3 separate regions of the Sus scrofa genome follow, and all the other regions are linked to region 1. A link is a contact called in public HiChIP or PLAC-seq data. All regions are on one chromosome and are shown on one strand. Each heading gives the region's core, a stretch centred on a gene start, on an enhancer-like site or on the middle of the called end of the contact. The rest is flanking DNA. Distances are from core to core; before and after follow the strand shown.

Region 1 (3,788 bases), core at 334-2,833:
TGCTCTTATACCAACTGTAACTTCATAAGCATTTGTGATTCTTCCATCAGTGCCTGCCTTCCCCACTTAACTGTAAAACTCGACAAAAGCAAAGACTGGGTGTCTTTTGTTGACGGTTGTGTCCCCAGAGCTGAGCACAGTGCCAGGCAAACTGTACACTATAAACACTTGTTAAATTAATTTGGGATGAGGTAAAAGTTTCCCTCTTTTCAGAATAGGAGAAATTCAAGCCATTCGAAACAGAGATGAAAACACTCGGTAGAAAGGCTGAAGATGAACTGAAAACAGCAAAAAACGGAAGTGAACGAGTTGAGAGTCTTTGGTGGGAACCAAAGCCCCTGGGAAAGGACTAGTGTCCGGTAGGCGCAGAGCATCTCCCGGTAGCAGGAATCGTGTTCAAACCCCCTGCAGGTCAACTATACCTCCTAACTGCTGACAATTTGTCCCTGCTAGAGTCCTAATTCAAGTCCCTATTATCACGCATCAGGGTTACTTAAAAGGTGTCCCTGCTACCGGGACGCTCTCATCTCCCGCAGCCTCATTTCCCGTCCCGCTCCCCGCTTCTTTCACTTCCTGGGACGAAAGGCGCTCTCCACCCTCCCCAGGAACTTGCCCATTCCCAGAATATTGCTCTTTCTCCACACTCCCCTGTCTCTGCATAACTCATATGCGTGCTTTAAGCTCAGCTCGGGCAGCGCCACCTCCTCTGGGGGGGAACCCCCGCACCCCCGTCCCGGAGCACCCCTCCCCGCGCCGCGGCGCTCAGGTCCACATTCCCGCCGCGCTGTGGGCGAATTACCTCTCGCGCGGTCTCGCGCGGCCGGCTCCCGACTGGACGCCAGGGGGCGTGGCTCCGGCCAATCCGGGAGGTCAGCGGGAACACGCCAGCCAATAGGCTCTCAGCGCGCGCCGGGCCCGCTGCTCCGCGCCAGCCCCGGGAGCTCTGAACGGAAGTCCGACCTGTCGGCGACCCAGGGGGCGAGGCGAGGCGCCGCCACCTCCCCGACGGCGAGAGCCGAGCCGGGGGACGAAGCGGAAGTCCCGCGGACCCACTGACTATACTGAAGAGAGACTCGCGGTGTCATGGCCGCCGACAGTGACGACGGCGCAGCCTCAGCTCCAGCCGTTTCTGACGGTGAGTGGCTTCCCGGGGACAGCTTTGAAATCCTGTACGTTTGGCGGGGCGGGAGGGCCTCAGGTTCACTGTTCGAAGAAACCGACCTCAAGTTTCAGAGGACTAGCTGCTTCCTTCTGGACCAGCCACGAGGAGACTACAAGTCCCGGCGTGCACCGCGACGCTGGCTGCGGAAGTCTGGCGTGCTGGCGCGGAGTCGGGACGTGCAGGGGCGTGCCGGGAGATGCAGTCCGGAGCTCGAAGCTCTGTTAAGCGGGGCGGGTGGGGAGTTGTGGGCAGGAAGTGGGACGGATGCGGGCGTAATGTATCAGGCTCTGCGCGCGCTCTGGCTGCTGCCGCGTGTGGCTATGAGGTGCCCCGGGAACGGTGCTGTAGAGCCTTGCAGGATATTAAAGGAGCCGAGGTCCTCCATCCTTGCAAAAGATTTCGTAGAGGATGTGGGGAAAAGGAACCTCACAGATCATCGAGCCCAACCTTAGTCTTTTACAGGTTTTGATGCTGAGGAGGAAGACACTTTCCCAGCCTCATAATCTTCTGAAAGACCTGGGCTTTTTTTCCCCAAAATCGGGGCACTGTGCACCCCAAGGCCTGTGTATTGAGCATAAGTGATACAAAGGCTTGAGGGGAAAGCTGCCATATCTTGCCTAAAGAGAAACTGCTCCTGCCTCTGCCCCCAGCCATGGCCTAGCTTAGTGTTTGTTCTCATGGGCCCTCTGCCTGAGCGTCGTCACCCTCCTTACCCCCAGGTGGTGTCCACCAAAGCACAAAATCTGGGGAGGAGCTGGCAATCCAGGTTCCCGTGGTGGATGTACAAAACGACAACTTCAAGGAAATGTGGCCGTCCCTCCTGCTGGCCATAAAGACAGCTAGCTTTGTGGCTGTGGACACGGTGAGGGTTGGGGAACTGGGAGAGCCGGTGGTTGTGAGGGGGCTGGTGCTGCGGACCTAACACAGCTCTCTCTTTGCTGACGCTTAGGAACTGAGTGGGCTTGGGGACCGGAAGAGTTTGCTGAACCAGTAAGTGTAAGCCCTGATCTCTTTAGTCCTAGCCTTGGCAGGAGGGGCAGAGCTCAGCCCTGGAGTGGAGGTCACAGTCCTGGGTGGTTTGGGTCCGTCATGAGGCTAAGTCCCAGCCACAGCCACTCCCAACCTCAACCCCAAGGTGCATCGAGGAACGTTACAAGGCCGTGTGTCATGCTGCCAGGACCCGTTCCATCCTCTCCCTGGGCCTCGCTTGCTTTAAGCACCAGCCGGACAAGGTATGGGCTGATCTCACCCTCTCCCAGGTCTGTGGCTGGGGGAGGAGGGTTGAGATCCTAGAGAACATCAGCTGTGAGGTTTTTTCCTCCCAAGGCTTGACGTAGCAGAACCTCCTTCTCTCCCAGGGTGACCATTCATACCTGGTCCAGGTGTTCAATCTGACCCTGCTGTGCATGGAGGAGTATGTCATAGAACCAAAGTCCGTGCAGTTCCTGGTCCAGCATGGTTTCAACTTCAACCGGCAGTATGCCCAGGGCATCCCCTACCACAAGGGCAACGACAAGGTAGGACTCCAGCCTTGAGGCGGCCCTTTCTGTGACTTCATTTCTTACTCCTCTTTGCGGCTGGGTGCCTGGGGGAGGATCTGTTTCTTAGGCACATGGGGCGTCGTGACAGCTGGGGAAACAAAACATACCTTGGTGAAGAGCGCTGGATTAGACAGCAGGAGAGAACTTTCCAAGTGAGGGAGCCTGGGATGTATGTGTCCTGCAAAAGAGGCTTCCCTGGGGACTCTGTCCTTCCCAGTGACCCCTTTCTTTCCACCCAGGGCGATGAGAGCCAGAGCCAGTCAGTGAGGACCCTGTTCCTGGAGCTGATCCGGGCCCGCCGGCCCCTGGTGTTGCACAACGGTCTTATAGACCTGGTGTTCCTGTACCAGCACTTCTATGCGCACCTGCCCGAGAGCTTGGGAACCTTCACTGCTGACCTGTGTGAAATGTTCCCAGCTGGCATTTATGACACCAAATATGCTGCTGAGTTTCACGCCCGCTTTGTGGCCTCCTACCTAGAATATGCCTTCCGGAAATGGTGAGGGACTGGTTGAGGGAACAGGGTGGGGCCTGGTATTGTCTTGACTATTTCACTCACTTAAGACATTGATTGAGTGCCTCCCCTGTGCCAGGCACTGTGTTGGGTGCTGAGGGTTCAGGGTTCAGCAGTGAACAAAGCAGACAAACACCCTGTTCTCACGGAGCTTATATGCTCAGGGACGGGTACCTTCTTGTGTGTTGCAGTGAGCGGGAAAATGGGAAGCAGAGGGCAGCTGGCAGCCCACACCTTACCCTGGAGTTCTGCAGCTATCCTTCTAGCATGAGGGCCCACATTGACTATCGCTGCTGCATGCCCCTGCAACCTCCCGTCCCCATTCCACCAGCATCTGTGACAACTTCTCGGTGAGAGCACCTGCCTATTTCCTGGGGGGAGGGAGGTTTAATGCCTCGAACCCCTCTCTAAGGTTTTTTCCCTGCTTCCAGGCCTACGGCTGGTGCCCCCTGGGACCACGTTGTCCTCGGTCCCATGATATTGACCTTATTATTGACACTGACGAGGCTGTCGTGGAAGACAAGAGGCGTCGACGAAGACGTAGGGGAAAACGGCTGAAGGCTTTGTTGAG
Region 2 (3,788 bases), core at 746-3,245, 180 kb after region 1:
GGATCCCGAGTTGCTGTGGCTCTGGCGTAGGCCGGTGGCTACAGCTCCGATTCAACCCCTAGCCTGGGAACCTCCATATGCCGCGGAAGCGGCCCAAGAGATAGCAACAACAACAACAACAAAAGACAAAAAGACAAAAGACAAAAAAAAAAAAAAAAAAAAAGAGGCAAACCCAGTTTCGTTTTTCTGGGGACAGCTCTCTTCCTCTCGGAACTGTTAAGTGGTATCTGCTTATTCTAAATTCTGATCACCTAAGCTGGAATCTGAGTTTCTTTGTGAGGACAGACGGAGTGAAATGTTGGACCCTCAGTCCGCCAGGACACCGGACCTATTGGTAGGAGAGTGGGGGAATAATCCAGGGAGTAAAAAATCATGGGGCAGAGTGGCACTGGGGGAGTACAAAGGAGGGGAAAGAAAGGCAGAGCTACACCAGGACAAATCTTCTTGCCCACTTTCACCAAGGAAAACATAAATTCAAGATACCTCTCACCCCAAACAGTAAAGGCTATTTCAAATCTCCGAACTGTAACTTAATAGCTATGTGAGTGAGCAAGGTAAACCTTGCTGAATCTGTATAATTTGCAAAATATAACATAAATACCTTCTCACAGGCGGCTTCAAGTGTGATGCTAACATCTGTATCTTCATCTGGCTGGTGGTTACTTGGAATCACAGTTGTATGCTTAAGATTTGTACCTTTGGGAGTTCTTGTGGCTCAGGGGAAACTAACCCTTCTAATATCCATGAGGATGAAGGTTTGATCCCTGGCCCTGGCTCAGTGGGTTAAGGAGCCTGAGCTGCAGTGTAGGTCGCTGATGTAGCTTAGATCTGGACTTGCTGTGGCTTAGGCCGGCGGGTGTAGCTCTGATTCAACCCCTAGCCTGGGAACTTCCATATGCTACAGGTGTGGCCCTAAAAAGCAAAAAATGAAAAAATAAAAGGGACTTGTGCTTTTGGAGTTCCTGCCGTGGCTCAAGGGGATATAGCAGTGTCTCTGCTGCACCAGGATGCAGGTTCCACCCACCCTCCCCAGTGGGTTAAAGGATCCCAAGTTGCCACAGCTGCATAGGTTGCAACTGCGGCTTGTCCCTGGCCTGCGAACTTCTTATGCCTACCACGGCCAAGGGAAAAACAAAACAAAACAAAACAAAAACCACCCCCCAAAAACTCTGTACATTTTTCTGTATGTATGCTATACTTCAGTAAAAAAGGATTACAATAAATAAAATTAAAAAGGGCATCGTCCCCCCTTCCAGGGTTGTTGGGAACACTGAAGACTCATGTTTATAAAGCGCACACACACACGCACACACACACAATAAATGCGCTGCCAGGGGCCGTGGTCCGGATACAGGGACCAAGAACTTTAATCTCTTGAAGCCCGTAGATTCCAGATCTTCCCAAACAGTCAACCTTTGTGCTGAGGCTACTCTCGGCTTCAGTTGGTGCAACCAAACAATGGGACACATTTAGGGGTGTTCCGGGACCTTGGCCAATCCGACTCTTCGGAAACTAATGGAGGAACCGAGCAAGAGCTGGGACTGCAAAGCCGGAGGAACGAGCCGCCACGTAGGGCCCAGAACCCGCCCCCTCCAGACGAGGAAGGAGCGGCCGCTGCCCGGGGCGGTGCTGGGGGCACCGTGGCGGGGCCTGACTCGGCCCCCGGAGCCTCCCACCAGTGCCGCGCAGCGAGCTCTGCTCGTCGGCCGAGCTCTCTAAACCCACGTGGCGGAGGGTGTCAGCGCTCCAGCCGATCCACCCACCAGCATCCTGCGGAAGGGGTGGTGCAGACGCCCCTCTCGGGCTTCCACGCCGCCACGCCTTTCTGGAGGCTCGGGCGGGGGTCCCCCTCGGCGCGGGATGCTGAACCCCGGCCTCAGCTCCTCCTCCGGCAGGGGAGGAGCTTCCGCTTCGCCGCCAGACTTAAGTGAAGTCCCCGCCTCCAGGCGCAAGCTGGGGTTTCCTGCTGCCCACCCATCTCGGGAACCGAGGCCTGTTGAGTCACTAGCAGGGCACACGACTGACCTGAGAAACCAGGAGAAGTTACTCTCTGCTCGAGCCGAGGTGAGTTTCTCCTCTGCTGCCCCATTTTTGTCGCCTTGGAGATGGCCTCGACCCTTCAGGACAGAAGTGTCCGCCCCGGGCTCGAGCGAAGTATATGCTCCGGGGGCGGCCGGATGTGCTTTAAGATCCTCTTATTTGCTGAACGATCTTGGATGCGCTCATAGTTTGTCTACACCTCAGTTTTATCAGTGCTAAAGTCAGTTCCTACCTCGGAACTGTCGCAGTAGTGGCTTAAAGCTCCTGGCACATACTGTGTTAGTTGCCATCTTCCTTTTGTCTGCCCACGAACACGGTTTTTCCAGGAACTCTGGCTTTGATACGGAATTGCTGAGATGCTTTTCAGAAGTGGCAGGAGGGGAGTTTGCTGGCTTAGGCACCTGCCTTAGGTTTGGGAAAGCCAGGGCATGTTTTTCTGTTGCCCCCGTGCTCTGTGAAAGTGAGGTGGAATCTGAACCTTCACCAGATGGGGCTATTATTAATTAACTCTTACCTTCAGGGCTGCAGGACCTCTCTTGGAAGAGTCTCGAAGGCCTTGATCAGTCCTGGTTCTTTTTTTTTTTTTTTTTTTTTTTCCCACTGTACAGCAAGGGGGTCAGGTTATCCTTAGATGTATACATTGCAGTTACAGTTTTTTCCCCAGTCCTGGTTCTTTATCCAAGTGCTCAGTTTTCGTATCTGTGATACAAGAACAATCTCTTTCCAGAGCCACTGGGAATTTTTTTTTCCTGAAGATTGTAAAGTGCTTTGATATTTTCCAGAGATGATTCTTTCCAGGTTATCAAAGAAGTCAAAGAAGAAGGCGCTGGAGGCAGTGACTTTGTCAAAAGCCCCTCCAGCCGTGGAGACCTCCTTCATTAGCCTCTGTGTGGGGGCTGGCAGAGGGGTGTGCAGGCACTCCAGGAGTGAGGGCTTTAGGCAAATGACAAGCCCTGGCCTCGAGGAGTGCACAGATTTGTGGGGGAAACTGAAACGAACAAACGGATGCAGCAGCAGTGTGCACAAGCTTTCTGTGTATGGGAGGAGCCAGAAGTGGTAGCTGAAGGTGAGCAGCCGTCAGCCGGGCCAGGGTAGGAACTTGGGGAAGGAAGGGGTGCAGCGGCTTGGAGTCAAGTAAGTGGTGGCTGGTTCTGCAAAGACGAGGATATGCAGTCTGAAATGAAGAGGTGGAGAAATGAGCAAGTGTGTGCCAGAGGACGAAGGGTACTGCTGAGGAGCTTGGACTTTATCCCGAGGGTAGGAGAGGACCACCGCAAGAGAGCCTGGGAGTTGCATGGCTAGATTTGGTGACTGCTTTGTGGTGAGAGGGGCCACACTGGAAGCAGAGAGATCCCAGGACGGGAGAGTTCCAGCTGGAGCAGGGGCCCTGCAGGTGGATATGCATGGGCTGGATAAAGATTTAAGATACGTGTTTTGTTTGTTTGGGCCGAGCTCATGGCGTGTGGAAGTTCCCAGACCAGGGATCAAACCTGCGCCACAGCCGTGACCCAAGCCACTGCAGTGACAACACTGGATTCTTAACCTGCTGTGCCACAGAACTCCAGGAAGTATATATTTTAACGTCTTTTCACATATATCAAGAAGTACAGGGAGCGTTATTGCGGTCTTAGGTTTTACATTACAGTTTAGAGGAAAAGTAACTTTTAAAAAATATATTTACAGGATTTTTTTTTTTTTTCCTTTTTTTGGTCTTTTTAGGGCCGAACCCGAGGCATATAGAAGTTCCC
Region 3 (3,788 bases), core at 345-2,844, 140 kb after region 1:
GGGGAGGACTGATGTTTGCTCAGGAAAGGAAAAAGCTGAATTTGTAAGGAATAGTGGTACAGGCACCAATAAAAGGCAGATCCTGGAAAGAGAAAAGGCTGGCGGGTAAGTAGGAAAAGGAACAATACTTACCTGCGGTGGAGACCCCAAAGGAATACAGCTGCTGCTACAAAACAAAGAAGGGCACAGGCCAATGAGTTCTTGGTGTTCCTTAACCCACTACCTTAATCCGGGGGCAGGGGCCTCAGGTGCCCCCTCGTCTTAATCCTGGCCACATTTCCGTCAGTAGCTTTTTTTTTTTTTTTTTTTTTGGTCTTTTCTAGGGGCCACTCCCTCGGCATATGGATGTTCCCAGGCTAGGGGCCGAATCGGAGCAATAGCTGCCGGCCTACACCACAACCACAGCAACTCGGGATCCGAGCTACACCACAGCTCAGGGCAACGCTGGATCGTTAACCCACTGAGCGGGGCCAGGGATGGAACCCGCAACCTCATGGTCGGATTCGTTAACCACCGAGCCAGGACAGGAACTCCCGGTCAGTAGCATTGAGAAGCGTGTCGAGCTGCTCAAAGTCTGGTTCCTTCTCATAGCCTGAGGCAGTGGTCTGGGTCCCTAGAGCCTTACGCCCTTGCTCTCCCAACCCGGGACATCCGAGGCAAAGCCCGGGAAAGGCCAGAACGTCAGCTCGAAAGAGATGAGTGGGTACGCAATACTAAAAGTAAGGATGCTGGAGTTCCCATCGTGGCGCAGCGGTTAACGAATCCGACTAGGAACCATGAGGTTGCGGGTTCGGTCCCTGCCCTTGCTCAGTGGGTTAAGGATCCGGCGTTGCCGTGGGCTGTGGTGTAGGTTGCAGACACGGCTCGGATCCCGCGTTGCTGTGGCTCTGGCGTAGGCCAGGGGCTACAGCTCCGATTAGACCCCTAGCCTGGGAACCTCCATATGCCGCGGGAGTGGCCCAAAAAAAATAGCAAAAAGACAAAAATAATGATAATAATAAAAAATAAAATAAAAAAATAAAAGTAAGGATGCAATATTAGACCAAAATTAAGCCTCAGGGACTCGTCAGGGGAGCAGCGTCCTTGGGGAACTGGGGTACAAGAGGGTTACCCTGATACAGATACCAGGGGGGAGTTGAAGATGCTGAATCTTGGTCGAGACCTCCGCAGACGCAGGACACTGGCGCGATTACACCGAATCTAAGGCAGCGACTCCTGCCGCCACCCTGTTCGAACCTATGACACTCCGGGAAAGCCAGACTTTGGACTGGCCTCCGCGGCGCCGATTGGGAAACTGAGTTCGCCCCACACGGAGACAACCGGCAGCAGAAGAAGGCTGCCAAGCTACATTTTTCTGGAAGCGTTTAACACGCGCATTAGCACATACACACACCCCCACCATGCCGCGAAACAGTCTTTCTGATTTTGTAGCCGCCGCGTCTAAGGACCAAATGAACTACGTGTCCCAGGATGCATCGCGCAGAGCCAACGATGTTCCGCTGCAGATCCAGTAGCTCTTGGGAAATGGAGTTCAAGCTACCTCGACGTTTAACGGCCCGCGTTGGCCTTCAAACTCCATTTCCCAGCAGGCTCAGCGTGTAGCGTGCGCTATGGAGCCCCATGTCGCAGAGCTGAAGCAGAGGATTGAGGACACGTTATGCCCTTTTGGCTTCGAAATTTACCCCTTCCAGGTTGGTTTATCCCTACCGCGGTGCTAGGGCAAAACGTATGATTAGCCTCGGTGCCACTGGCCTCTATTCTTTCCCGAGCTCCCCCGGCCGCGTGTCCGTCTGACCTACCGGGAGAGGGTGTCAACGGGCGCTTAAGTTCAAAGGGTAGAGAAGCGTTGCACGTTTGTCCTTTTACCCTCATATATTGCCGGACTGATGAGCAGGAGACACCACATGATCAGTAACCTTGTGGCCTTGTCACCTACGCAGTTTACATAGGGGCCAGAGTCACTTTGGAAGCTTCCCGAAGGAGTTAGGAGAGGGCAACGTCTGAAAGATTTGCATGGCTAGAATTTAGGTCATCTCATGAGGGAAGGACATTCCTGGGGTTGAACAAGCAAATGATTGGCTGGTCTGTCCCATCTACCAACCAAAGGAGGGATTCATGAAGTTGCCAATTACTAGGACCCGTCTGAGTACAGAGACTGCATACTTACCTGACACACAAGTCTAGCATCACCACCTACCGTTTTGCACATAGGTCCATTTCCCCATATCCATTGCCTCCTGCACTGAGCCCTCTGCTTGGAAACAAAGCTGATTAAACTCAGCTTGAGCCTTTTGCCTGATGCTTAAGAGGCAGCCCACTCCCACAACCTTCCAATGAGTGGCCCCTAAGCAGTGCTGGGTAATGATATAGAGGAAGAGGTAGGTTGGGTTTAGAGTGAGAGAGCCTTCTCTGAAACAGTGGAGTTGAGCTGTATATGAAAAAATAGATTGGAAGGAAGGACAGTTATATACATCGCAAATGTCAGGAATAGCTTGAGTAAAGGTGTGGAGGTAGTAGTGGTGGCTGGCAGGTATGGGGGAGAGTGGGGATGCGTATCTGGTGTGATCAGGCAGGCCTGGGTGGTGGGGGCTGTGGTATTGAACTGTGCCATCTATAGTCCTGCCAGTCATCCTAGGCTCCTCCATCTCTCACCTCCCCAACCCTACATCCAGTCAGCCACTGGGCCCTTTAGGAATCTGTCTGCTGCATCTTCCAAATCCATTCCTTCCCATTGAACACATCTATGCCCTGGTCCAGGCCAGTTTTTTGGGGGCCACACCCACGGTATGTGGAAGTTCCCAGGCCAGGTACTGAACCTACACCACAGTAGTGACCCAAGCCACAGTAATGATGCCAGATCCTTACCTGCTGAGCCACTAGGGAATGCCATAGGCCACTATTTCTCATCGAGATTACTGCGATAACCTCCTGCTGTCACTTCGCCTCCCTTCCATCCTCCACACTGCAGCCAGAGTGACCTGAAACTGATTATGTCAGTTTACTTCTTAGATCTTCAAGGGCTAATCCCTCATTGTCACCAAATTAGACCCATATTCCTTAAATTGATATTCAAAGGCCAGTCACCATCTCTCACTCTTAGTGATCTCTCCAGGCGTCTCTCTCTCTGCTTCCCACTCTGGACCCTTCCTTTCTATCAAAGTAGATAATTTGTCATTCTCCACCTACGCCTTGTACTTCCTCCTTCTCTGTTGATGATGGGACCTGCTTAATACACACACCAGATTCCCCTTCCCCGTGGCAGCCTGTCAGTTTCCTTCCCGGCCTTCAAGACTCAGCTTCCTAGAAGCCTTTTCTAATTTCAGAGAACCCTCATTTGGTCCTATCATTGCATTAATCATAGTACAGCCAGTTTCTTTTTGTTCTTAGTTATTCATGAATTCTCTGCCTCTCTATGGGAATTCCCTGTCAAATGCAGGTACGTCCCTTAGAAGCACAATTCAGACAGCATCAGTAGAATTTCACTGAGTAAGATGGAGGCTGGACAAGACACATGAGGCCTCGAGTGCCAGGCTAAGGAATGGGCCTTAGGCCTGAATTTTCTCTGTTCCAGGTCGCATGGTACAATGCACTCCTGCCTGCAGCCTTCCACCTGCCCTTGCCAGGACCTACCCTGGCCTTCCTGGTACTCAGCACACCTGCCATGTTTGACCGGGCCCTCAAGCCCTTCCTGCAGAGTTGCCACCTCCAACCACTGACAGACCCTGTGGACCAGTGTGTGGCCTACCACCTAGGCCGCGTTAGAAAGGTGAGCAAGGCTGTAACCTCCC

The links. HiChIP or PLAC-seq counts read pairs in DNA pulled down with a chosen protein or histone mark.
Region 2: an H3K27ac HiChIP or PLAC-seq map of alveolar macrophages shows a contact between it and region 1. The contact joins the promoter of AKR1A1 here to the promoter of MUTYH in region 1. A contact is called at or near these places in 3 of 5 promoter capture datasets (fetal liver, fetal skeletal muscle and liver), 21 of 47 Hi-C or Micro-C datasets (alveolar macrophages, blood, embryonic fibroblasts and 13 more) and 2 of 2 datasets of contacts at active chromatin or transcription factors (alveolar macrophages and skeletal muscle).
Region 3: a contact with region 1 is called in an H3K27ac HiChIP or PLAC-seq map of skeletal muscle. The contact joins the promoter of MMACHC here to the promoter of MUTYH in region 1. A contact is called at or near these places in 2 of 5 promoter capture datasets (fetal liver and fetal skeletal muscle), 15 of 47 Hi-C or Micro-C datasets (adipose tissue, alveolar macrophages, blood and 7 more) and 2 of 2 datasets of contacts at active chromatin or transcription factors (alveolar macrophages and skeletal muscle).

What each region holds. Positions count from the first base shown.
Region 1 is chr6:166,000,648-166,004,435 of Sscrofa11.1, reverse strand. It overlaps MUTYH (adenine DNA glycosylase), which reads right to left and starts at 1,583. Exons shown (of 16, transcript XM_021096748.1): 1 at 800-1,583. It overlaps TOE1 (target of EGR1 protein 1), which reads left to right and starts at 866. Exons shown (of 9, transcript XM_003128045.4): 1 at 866-1,135; 2 at 1,882-2,024; 3 at 2,112-2,152; 4 at 2,298-2,394; 5 at 2,521-2,679; 6 at 2,943-3,202; 7 at 3,409-3,515; 8 at 3,518-3,567; 9 at 3,649-3,788. The coding sequence starts at 1,084.
Region 2 is chr6:165,822,895-165,826,682 of Sscrofa11.1, reverse strand. AKR1A1 (aldo-keto reductase family 1 member A1) reads left to right here and starts at 1,995. Exons shown (of 9, transcript NM_213890.1): 1 at 1,995-2,064.
Region 3 is chr6:165,863,480-165,867,267 of Sscrofa11.1, reverse strand. It overlaps MMACHC (methylmalonic aciduria (cobalamin deficiency) cblC type, with homocystinuria), which reads left to right and starts at 1,594. Exons shown (of 4, transcript NM_001244776.1): 1 at 1,594-1,691; 2 at 3,572-3,766. The coding sequence starts at 1,611. It overlaps LOC110261410, which reads right to left and starts at 1,402. Exons shown (of 9, transcript XM_021097629.1): 1 at 1,237-1,402; 2 at 133-166. The coding sequence starts at 1,402.